Regions from separate parts of the Manis pentadactyla genome. Here region 1 is linked to region 2. Evidence: chromatin contacts called from public Hi-C data. All regions are on one chromosome and are shown on one strand. The core of a region is the stretch at or near the end of the contact, and the rest is flanking DNA. Distances in the headings are between cores, read along the strand shown. Region 1 holds the start of GUCA1B (guanylate cyclase activator 1B). Region 2 holds the start of PRPH2 (peripherin 2).

What was found. A called contact is a pair of places that touch in the nucleus more often than the background predicts.
Region 1: a Hi-C map of fibroblasts shows a contact between it and region 2, with 3 times the contacts expected there. The contact joins the promoter of GUCA1B here to the promoter of PRPH2 in region 2. A contact is called at or near these places in 2 of 3 Hi-C or Micro-C datasets (fibroblasts and skin fibroblasts).

What each region holds. Positions count from the first base shown.
Region 1 is chr16:30,255,944-30,261,149 of mManPen7.hap1, reverse strand. GUCA1B (guanylate cyclase activator 1B) reads left to right here and starts at 2,972. Exons shown (of 4, transcript XM_036907279.2): 1 at 2,972-3,416. The coding sequence starts at 3,210.
Region 2 is chr16:30,053,692-30,058,992 of mManPen7.hap1, reverse strand. It overlaps PRPH2 (peripherin 2), which reads right to left and starts at 3,270. Exons shown (of 3, transcript XM_036907264.2): 1 at 2,455-3,270. The coding sequence starts at 3,035.

The sequences.
Region 1 (5,206 bases), core at 1,723-4,222, 200 kb before region 2:
GGGGAATGAGCATCCAGTTGAAGTTGAGGAGAGAATAAGAAACATGACAAAACAGGTTTGAGAATGTTTAGTTATATTGCTACCTTAAACACTCAACACTTACTTAGTGATTAAGGGACAGCCCTTACAGATCTGCAGCTCAGCCAGGGCTGTGGAGGGACAATGTTTGCTCCATTTGGTGTCAGGTGGGGTGGCTGGAAGATGGGCTGGGGTAACCTACCTTCAGGCTCACTCCCTTGCTCACCTGCACATCTGGTGGTTGGGGCTAGCTGTCACCAGGATCCCCTCCGTAGGCTCTGGGGTTCCCCACATGGTGGCTGACTTCCAAGGGCAAGTCTGAGACAGAGCCTGGTGGAAACCCTATTGCCTTGATGACCTCCCTTGGAAGTCACGTAGTGTCACATCTGCCCATTCTCTTCAGTGAATAGCCACAAAGTCCTGTCCCGGTTGAAGAGAAGGAGAAATTGACTCTTCCTCTTGATGGGAGGAACATGGGGGACCAGGTCTATTACTGTGCGATTTTGGAAAAATACCATCTTGCACCAAGGGTTTGGTTGTAGGGGAACCAAAATCAGACGGTAGCTGGAGAGGAGCAGGGGTTGGCAGGGCCGGTGGCTCCATTAGGGACAGTGCTCAGTGCCTGCAGGATTGTAAATTTCTTTTAAAATGTTTGAATTTCTTTCAAAATTTGAAGAAAAAATGAATATAATCTGATCTGAATTTCATACCAATAAGTGATAAAATATCATTTTTAACATTTATTTAATTTATTCAATATTGAGCTTAGAAGATGTGAAGGAATATGTGTGTAGGCCCACGGAAGTCATAATGGGCCCCTGAGTGTGGGATCGAGGAAGGACTTTTGCTTTATTTTGTTTTAATAAAAGTGGCAGTAAATCGTGTCTGCAGACAGGAATGATCCATGAGGGAAGGTTGAATTAAACACACAGAAGAAGGGGTAATGGTGGGAGGGAAGTGCTTGAATAGGCAGAGAGAGGAGACCTAGAAAACAAGGGGAGGAGCTGAAAGGCAGAGAAGTGGGAGAGGGACACTGCTTGCATGGAACCCGGAGGAAGGGCCAAGTTCACGGGTACACTTGCAGGCAAGCACCAGGGAAGGTGAGGGCTGTCGGGCGCATCTGCTTCACTGTGAAGTGAGGTGTGTGGCAAGGTCATGAGCTGAGCATGGGGATGAGTGTAGGGTCCAAGGCCAGCAGCGCGGGAGGGTCATCTCCAGGAGTGGGGAGTGAAGACAGCAGGGAGCGGGATGCAGCACAATCCGAGTTAATTCGAAGTGTGTGCAGCCAACGTGGTTTCCTGTAGTCATGCCCAGCCTTCTGGGTGCAGGTGAGGTGTTATGTATGGTTAGTGGACAGCTTTAGCCTGGGTCAGGTCTTGCCAAGTGACTTGTGGAGGGAGAGAGCGGCACAAAGGTCAAGGTCATGACAAGGAAACGGCAAGAGTTCTGGCCTGTGGATAAGGGTAAGGAGGAAAGCAAGGATGTGAGCGAGGTGACAGATGTTAGGAAACCTAAGAGATCACAGGTTCAAGACTCAAGGCTGGGCAGGTAGCAGGGTGAAGGTGTTAGATTAAGTGGGCTGGAAGGAGAGGTGGAGGTGGTGGTGTGTTTCAGAGGTAGTGCGGCAAGGCCTCCAGTGCGGGTCCGCAGGCTTCTGTGTCCACTGGAAGCACCCGGAGGGCTTGTTCCATTACAGGTTGCTGGGCCCACTCCCAGAGTTCCTGCTTCAGTGGGAGAAGTGGGGCTGGAGAATTTGCATTTCTAACAAGCTCACAGATGCTGCAGCCACTGGCCTGGGGACCACAAGTAAGTGGCAGGCCAAGGTGGGTGGAAGGAAAGCTCTTTGGAGCTCCAGAAATCAAGAACCTTTGAGGCCAGAGTGGGGGGTGGATTAGCTACTAATCGAGACATGGAGGTCACTGTGCTGATGCGCCGACAGTGGTGAGGTCACTGGTGACTCGTGGCAACAAGGAAGAATGCACGGGGGACACCTGCCTTTGAAGGGACGGGCATTGTTAAGGGAGAAAAGAGAAAAAGTGGAGGCAACTACTAAGAGCAAGGAGGAATCTAGTCCTGCTCTCCATACCCCAAAGGATGTGAAATGGGAGCGGGGAAATCCACAAGTACGTGAAAGGATAGCAGGAGGAAGTGGGTTTCCTACTTCAGGAATGGCAAGGAAGTCAGGACTTTGAGAGATGAGGGCTGTGTGGGGGCAGGGAGTGGCGAGAGGGGTCGGCCTGGAGATGCAGAAGGGGAGACGGGCTGCCCCTTAGAGTATGAGACTCACTGGAACCAACGACTGTCCCTAAAATCTAGAATAATCAGTGCTCCAGATTTTCTGATTTCTTGGAGGGGACACTTTCATTAAAATAAGCATGAACTTAAAATTGATCCAAAAGCATATTTACATGAACCTTTAATATAAAAGACCCTTTGCTCCCAGATCATACCCACATGTTCATGCTTTGGAGAAAAAGCAGCAAAAACCCTTCCTGGGTCTTGGGCAAATGGTGTTGGAGGGAAGCGTTTGTACTTTAGATGGGGAAGTGGAAATATTCCAAGACGGAAGGGTGCGAGCTGTAGTGGAGCTAAGGACGCTGTGCTGGGGCTTGAGCTCAGGGACAGAGCTGCCCACCTGGAGCCCTTCACAGTATAGATCCTGCTGCTGCTCACTAGGCCATGTGGAGGAGTAGCCGCAGGGGACCGGCGGATTCTGTTTTACAGGCTGGGAGCTGGCCTCGCCTCCTCTCTGGACTGCTGAGTCTCGTGTCTGGGGCAGCGTGGCGCCCAACTAAAGGGGCAACCAGCCTGTGTAAGGCGGAGGCTGTCAGCCTGCTTTCCCCACTTGTCTTCAGTTCCCCTGCGCTCTGCCTCTCGTTTCCTCCCCTCCAGAAGCCGCCGAGGTGGTTTAGTTGACAAGACAAGGGTGGGGGGGTGCTGCGGGAGCTTAGCAGCCGGAGGTCAGACCTCCCAGGGGACTTTTCTAATGCCCTTAGGGCACTTAGCTGGCCGGTCCCACCCCCCCTTGCCACCTGCCCTCGTGCTGCCCATCATGTTCAGTTGCCCAGGAGACCGTGAAGAGGCTGGCTAAGCAGACAGAAGGGAGGCAAAGGGCCTTAGCCTAAGGAGTCAGTCCGCAGACGCCTGGGAGGAGACACAGACCCTTGCTCCGTGACGTTCTGGGGGCCAGGATGGGGCAGCAGTTCAGCTGGGAGGAGACCGAGGCAGCCGGTGAGATGGACGTGGCAGAGCTGCAGGGGTGGTACAAGAAGTTCGTGGTGGAGTGCCCCAGCGGCACACTCTTCATGCACGAGTTTAAGCGCTTCTTCAAGGTCACAGGCAACAGGGAAGCCACCCAGTATGTAGAGGGCATGTTCCGAGCCTTCGACAAAAACGGGGTAAGGCACTTGCTGGGGAGGCGCCCCTGGCTCATGTCTGTGTGAGCTGACGGGGCCCAGGGGAGCTCCCCATTCCCTAGTCCTCTGGCCCTTCCTCTCTCTCTCTGCTCTCTCCATCCCCTCACCTTTTCAGTCTCACTCTCCCCCAAGCCCCCTCCTCTCTCCCATCATTGTGTCCCTTCCCATCTTCCCTTCCCTCCTCTCCATCTCACCTCTGCTCCATGCCCCTGCTCTCTGACTCTCCTTCCCGCCCCTTTCGAGAGCTGAAGGCGGGACTAGCAGACACACTGGTCAGTCCTGTCTGAGTAGCCTGGGGACCTGGTTTCTCATTCCCACCAGAGCCCCTGCCACTCCAGAGGTGAGGAGCTAAGGAACTGTCACAAATGGGACGAGCTATCTTGGCGCAGATGGTGAGCTCCCCTTGGATCCTTGGAACTGGGACTGATCAGGTCTTCCCTGCAGAGAATGCTAGAGGCCACTTCTGCACTGCTTGGGCGATTGGGAGGATTATGCAAAAATCCCTGTCAGCTCTTCAAGCCATGGAAGATTCCATGAAATCATTCACAGGGTTGCTTAAGCCCTCCAGTGACACCAGCAGCTAAGAAGATACATTTTGTAAATGTGCACCTGGAAACTGAGTTTAAAAATTGAAACCCCTTCAAGCCCTTCATTACTTAAAGTCAGCCAGTCCAGCACCTCCAAAGTCCCTTAAACCATTAGGTTTGCCTCACATACCTTTTCTCTGCTGCCAGTATGGAGAGAGGTGGGGTGGACCTAGATAACTAATCTGGAGAAAGCCTCAGTATCCCCACGTCTCTGAGCATGGAGAACTTCGCTTTCTAGGCTGAATTACTGGGGATGGCTCTTCAGGTCTGAACCTTGTCCCCGGTCAGTCAGTGCACATCTCAGCACCTGTCGGGGGTGGGAAGGTGGAGGGTGTTGTCTTCAGTACAACAGAAACCTTGGAGATGAACCTTGGGGCACAGAGTGAGCTTCAAACTTCCCCAAGCTCCCCCTTTTCTGAGTCAAATCCAGGGCAAAAAGAAGTGAATTGATTTGCCTGCAATCATATACTCAAGGGGTCCCGACTCCCAGTTAAGTACACCTGCCTAGAAGGCAGTTTATTTTTAAAGGGAGAAAATGGTTAAAAAAAAAAAACAGCTCATCTATGACAAGGATTACTGTCATAAATATACCAATCTTTCCCATATTCATCTAAAAATTCAATACAACTCAAGATCATTAAGCCCCTGGGCATAATATAGCTATACCTCATCTCTTCCTACATATTAGCATGTAATATTCATCAATTGCTTTTTCCCTTTCTTTATAACTTTTACTTTGATAGGATTTCAAATTTACACAAAATTGCAAGAACAGTGCAACTAATTCCTATCTTACCTAGTTCACATTTTGCCTCATCTGCTTCATTATTCTCTCTCTTTTAGAGAAAGTTGGAGACACGAAGCCCTTTTACAGCATGTTTTTTCTGAGAACCAGGACTAATACAATGACCAAAATCAGGAAATTTTACACTGATACAATTCTATAATCCATGTTCAAGTTTGGTCAGTTTGTCACAATAATGTGTCCTTTTTTTGGTCTGATCACACATTGCCTTTACTTGTCCTGTCTCCTTACTCTTTAATTTGGAAGCTTTAATGTAAGCGTTTGTCTTATTTGACCCTGAGAGTTCTGAAGACCACAGACCAATGACATTGTAGCACATCCCGCCATTGGGGTTTGCCCAGTGTATTTTGAAGATTAGATTCGGGCTTTACGTTTCTGGC
Region 2 (5,301 bases), core at 2,021-4,520:
AGGCATTTCAGTTCTACAATTGTGTCTTGAGATGAGCTCTGTGGAAAGATGAAGCCAGCAGATACATTTTCCTTCCTGGTAGTTTAGCCTAAGGGGAGTTAGAGAAACAGAGACTGAGAGCCAGAGAGAAGAAAAAGACCCAAAGACGCCCCACTCCAGTTTATAATGGAAGTAAATAAAAACAACTGAAATGCCTGCCTGTGTCCATTCATTCAGTGGCACATCTTGTGACCATTAAACATGATCGTTTATCACTTATATGTGGAATATAAAAGCCCCCAGTGCATAGAACCAGAGACTAGAATGCTGGTTGCCAGTGGCTGGGAGTGGGGGTGGAGGGAAGATGTTGGTCAGAGGATACAAACTTCCAGTTATAAGATAAATAAGTTCTGGGGATATTATGTACAGCATGGTGATTACAGTTAATCATGTTGTATTATATACTTGAAAGTTGCTGAGATAGAACTTAAATGTTCTTGCCACAAAAAAGAAATGGTAATTATGCTACATGGTGCAGGGGTTAGCTAATGCTATAGTGACAATAATTTTGCAATATATAAATGTATCAGATCAACACCTTGTACACCTTAAGCTTACACAGTGTTGTCAATTTCTCAGTAAAGCTGGGAGGAAAACAACTGTTTGAACAGATGCAAATGTTATACTACCAAATTACAAATTGGGGCACTTAATTACATTTATGCCATGGTTACACGATGTTATTATGTAAATGTCAACAAGACTGAATTGAAATGTGGAAAAATTAAAGCCATTTGTGGATGAGAACCTGCCCTTTTTGCTGTTTTTGTTTCTCTTAATGTCACCATATTTTTTTGTGTAACAGAGAAACTTTTTCAAGCGAATGGAATTTAGACAGTCTCACACCAACAAGCCGCTATGGAGAATTGAGGTAGTTTCAATCAAGTTTAATGTTAGCCTGAAAACGTAGACATGCTGACCTTTGGGAGTGAAGCAACCCAGAGAATTTCTTGGCTCTGGGACAAGAAGGGACTTGGGGTTTACTGAGAGATTTTTAGAAGTCTCTCCAAGGACTGTGCAGAAGGCAATCAAGGAAAATTACAGGAAAAGGTGAAAAGTTCTTTCTCATTTCACGAAGGCTGCATCCTGCCCCACCTCTCTCACCCCTAGGAATTCTGCTTGTGCCTCTGGCTTCACAGCCTCCTGGAGCAAATTGTGTAAATCATGCCACCTTGTACTGTCCCTGCAAACCTGTCACCTAGGAAGGGCAGAATGGTTTACAAGCCTCTCCTGACGAGGGATTTGTAGCAGTAATCCCCATCCACAGAGAAAATAAAATCCCAAGCAGTGACCTTCAGTCTGACTTCCCTTCCATGTGGGGTGCAGCTAAGCTAGCCATCTGGGCCTCACGTTCTCGGGGCTCCACCATGCCCTGCTGTCAGTGGGCCCAGCACCCTGTGTGCAAGTCCCCTGGGACCTGCAAGCCTTACTCAGAGGAAAAACTATCTGGATGAACAACTGAACCCCTCGCCTCAGCCAGGGAATGGGGGTAGTTGGACAGAAAGAAGAGGTGAGGAAGAGCCACTAGCTCGGGGCAGGTTCCCCTTTCTCTGGAAAATGACGGGAGGCCCATCATGGCGGGTCTATTGAGAAGAGCAGCAGCTGGAATCTGTACACGCGCTGTTATCTCTAGCACAGAGGATGAAATTCTCTTTCTCACCAATACCTGCCTACATCCCACCTCAGGATTTAATTTTTGCACAAGCAAAATATCATGTTACACTCTCATGATTTAAGAAGGTAATACTAGCAGGCATTTAATGAGCACCTGCTGAATGCCAGGCTTTAGACAGAGGTAGTGTGTCTCCTCCAAGACTATTCCAGGGCCTCCATTTAGAAGACGGACAAGAAGCCCAGAGTGGCAAGTGCCTTACCCAAGGTCACAAGCTAATTAACAGCAGAGTCAAAACTATGGCCTAGACTTCCTAACTCCCCTGGCCTCTGCTCTTTCCCCCTGATCCAAGGACGAACACCCTGAAAGGGGTTGTTTAGGGCTGGAAGGTTGAAAAAGAGGAGAGACCACCAGGAAATTTAAGCTTCTGGGACTGAATCATGCACTTGGAGTGAATGAGACAAATAGCCATATAACATCTCAGGATATGTGATCTATGAATGTCCCATCCCTTATGTATGAAGCAGACACACGTTCCTGGCTGGGTCTTCCTCCCTGAAGACTTCTATCCAAGCAGCTAATATAACTCAACACCTTTCTCCCACTGTAGTCAAACACTAGGTTGAGCCATATGAAGTTGCATCTTTACATGTCAAAAATGTTAGCATATTGGCAATTCCATATGGTCCAACCAAATACAGTCACACATATACAGTAATATGTGTCTACACAAATCACCCAATGGGGAGGAAAAGGCACCAGGCCTCCATGTCCCCATGACCCCAGGATTGGAGGCCACTCACTCTTTGACTTCTTTGGAGGAAAAGTCCAGGTAGCGATTGCTGATCCACTGAATCTCAAACCAGTCCCGAAAGCCATTGTTGCCACAGCACTTGAATTCGATCTGCAGCATGTCGACAGTCTTCTTCATGAAACACCTGCCAGGCGTGTCTGTGTCCCTGTAGTACTTCATGCCATTCTTGAGCCCTTGGGCCAAGGTGCCCTCGAGTGAGTCCCGCATTAAGAAGCAGCAGAGGGCCACCAGGAAGAGGGCAGTGTTGAAGAGGACAAAGACCGCCAGGTATGGCTTCAGCCAGGGCTTCCACTTGGCGTACTTAGCAGGGTCCAGGGCGTCATAGCAGATCTTGCCAGCCAGGGAGTTGAAGACACAGGACAGCACCCCCACGCCTATCAAGGAGTTGGGCACAAAATGGCTCTCTGAATTATTCATCACATCACTCCTCTTCCGAAGTTCGATCTTCAAGAACAGCCCTAGGCTGAAGATGATGATGCCAGCCAGCACAGAGAGCCAGTTCATGAGCCAGAGCCCTTGGGCCAACTTGACCCGCTTCTTCTGGTCAAATTTGACTTTCATCAGCGCCATGCTTGCAGCGTGCAGTCCAGGCCGCCTCCCACAGCACAGTTCCCACTCCTGACCTCAGTGAGCCCAGGAGCTGAAGGCTCAGGGCCTTGGGAAGGGTGCAGACAGCCCGAGCTGCAGAGAGCTGCTGTGGGGGATGCCCATGCTGAGTCCCCTAGCCTGGGACCCCCGTTAACTCAGTAGTGGTAACAGGGGCTTGGGAGTCACTGCTCATGAAGGGGCCAGTCCTCAGCGTCGTTTCTGCAGCTCCCTCCCCAGCCAAGCAGGGACAGCCTGAACGCTGCTGATTAAAAGTGGGATCCACAAGACATCTTGCTAATCTCTTTAGCCTGGTTCATCCCATTAGATAAAGCTGTGCCAGTTTCAAAACATGGCCAAATGGAGCCTCCATGGACACATGTGAACAGGGTTCAGTTTGGAGAATCGGGAGCAAAAAGGACAAAACTGGCGGAGAAATGGGTTTTGACTGAGGGCTAGCTCAGATCACATGCCTCCTCAGAAACCTGCTTCCAAGCCAAACTCTTCCAAAATTTAAAGCTTTCTGTGGGACAAAAGACATCATTATCCAAGCTGAGAAAGAAATGACAGATTGTGAGAAAATATTTGCCACGTGTAAAAAAAAGTATGATTGAGCAGAAATGTTTCAACTCCCACAATTCCACAATCAAAAGGTCCACCATCAACTGGGAAAACAAGCAAAAGACAGGAACAGGCAATTTATCATAAGCAAATTTGGGAAGTCCTACAATCTGGGAAAAAATGGTCCCTCTAAGTAGAACTCAGGGAAATGCAATTCACACAATAACCAAAGACCAAACCCGATCTACCGGCTTGGCCATCTGTCAAAATTCTGTCATCAAACACTGTAAACAAAAACAGTAGAAACGGTAAGTCCGTAAATTAATTTTTTAATTAGACTTTATTTCTTAAAGCACTTTTAGGTTTACAAAAAATTGAACAGAAAGTACAAAGAGTTCCCATGTGCTCTTTCCCCCATGCAGTTTTCTCTATAATTGACAGCTTGCATTGGTGTGGCACACTTGTAACAATTGATGAACTAATACTGATATACTCTTATTAACTGAAGCCCATAGTTTACATTAGGATTAGTCTTTGTGTTGTTGTGCAGCTCTCTGAGTTTTGCCAATTGCATGATGTCCCGTCCCCACCGTTATCCTATCCTACAGCCCCATACAGAACAGTTTCACTGCTCTAATAGCCCTTGTGTGCCACCCATTCCTTCCTCCTCCCTTCCCTGTCCAACCGCTGTCTCTACCGTTTTGCCTTTTTCCAGAATGCCGTATAGTTGGAATCATACAGGATGCAGTCAGACTGGTTTCTTTCTCTTAACAGTATGCACTTAATGTTCCTCCACATCTTTTTGCAGCTTGGTAGCTCATTTCTATTTATTGCTGAATAGTTTTCCATTAATATGGATGTACCATGGTTTATCAATCAACCTATTAAAAGGCATCTTGGTAGCTTCCAATTTGGGGTAATTATAAATAAAGCTGCTGCTATAAACACCTTTATGCAGGGTTTGGTTGTGGGCATAAGTTTTCAACTCATTTGGGTAAATACCTTAGAAACATGATTCTTGGATCATATAGTAAGACTATGTTTAGCTTTGTAAGAAATGGCCAATTATCTTCCAAAGTGGCTGTACCATTTTGTATTCCCACCAGCAATGAATGAGAATTCCTGTTGCTCCACATGCTCACCAGCATTTGATGGTGTGGTGTTCTGGATTTTAGCCTTTCTAATAGGTGTATGGTGGTATCTCATTTTTGTTTTAATTTGCATTTCCCTGATGACATACAGTGTAGAGCACTTTTCATATGCTTATTTGCTACTTGCCTATCTTCTTTGGTGGGGTGTCTGTCAATCATTTTGCCCACTTTTTAATTGGGTTGTTTGTTTTCCTTAGACTATAAACTTTGGAAGAGTAATTTATCTATCTCTATTAAAATTTAACATGCACATTCCCAATGATTCACCAATTCCACTTCTCAGAACAGCCTGTGCGCAAGCACAAGATATTCTAAGAACGAACTGATCTTGTCCTCAAATTCACATCTACCTGATACCAAAGAAGGCTTTGTAGTTCAAATAAAAGGCCCCCTCAAGGCAGTAAGGGGATCAAATCTCCAACCTGGAATCCCCTTTCTTCCCTTATTTGTATTTGTTCCACTAGATTCACCACTTGCATGCTCCTCTTTAAGATTTCCAAATTATTATATACAAAGGTCTGCTTCACAGACAGAGGAGA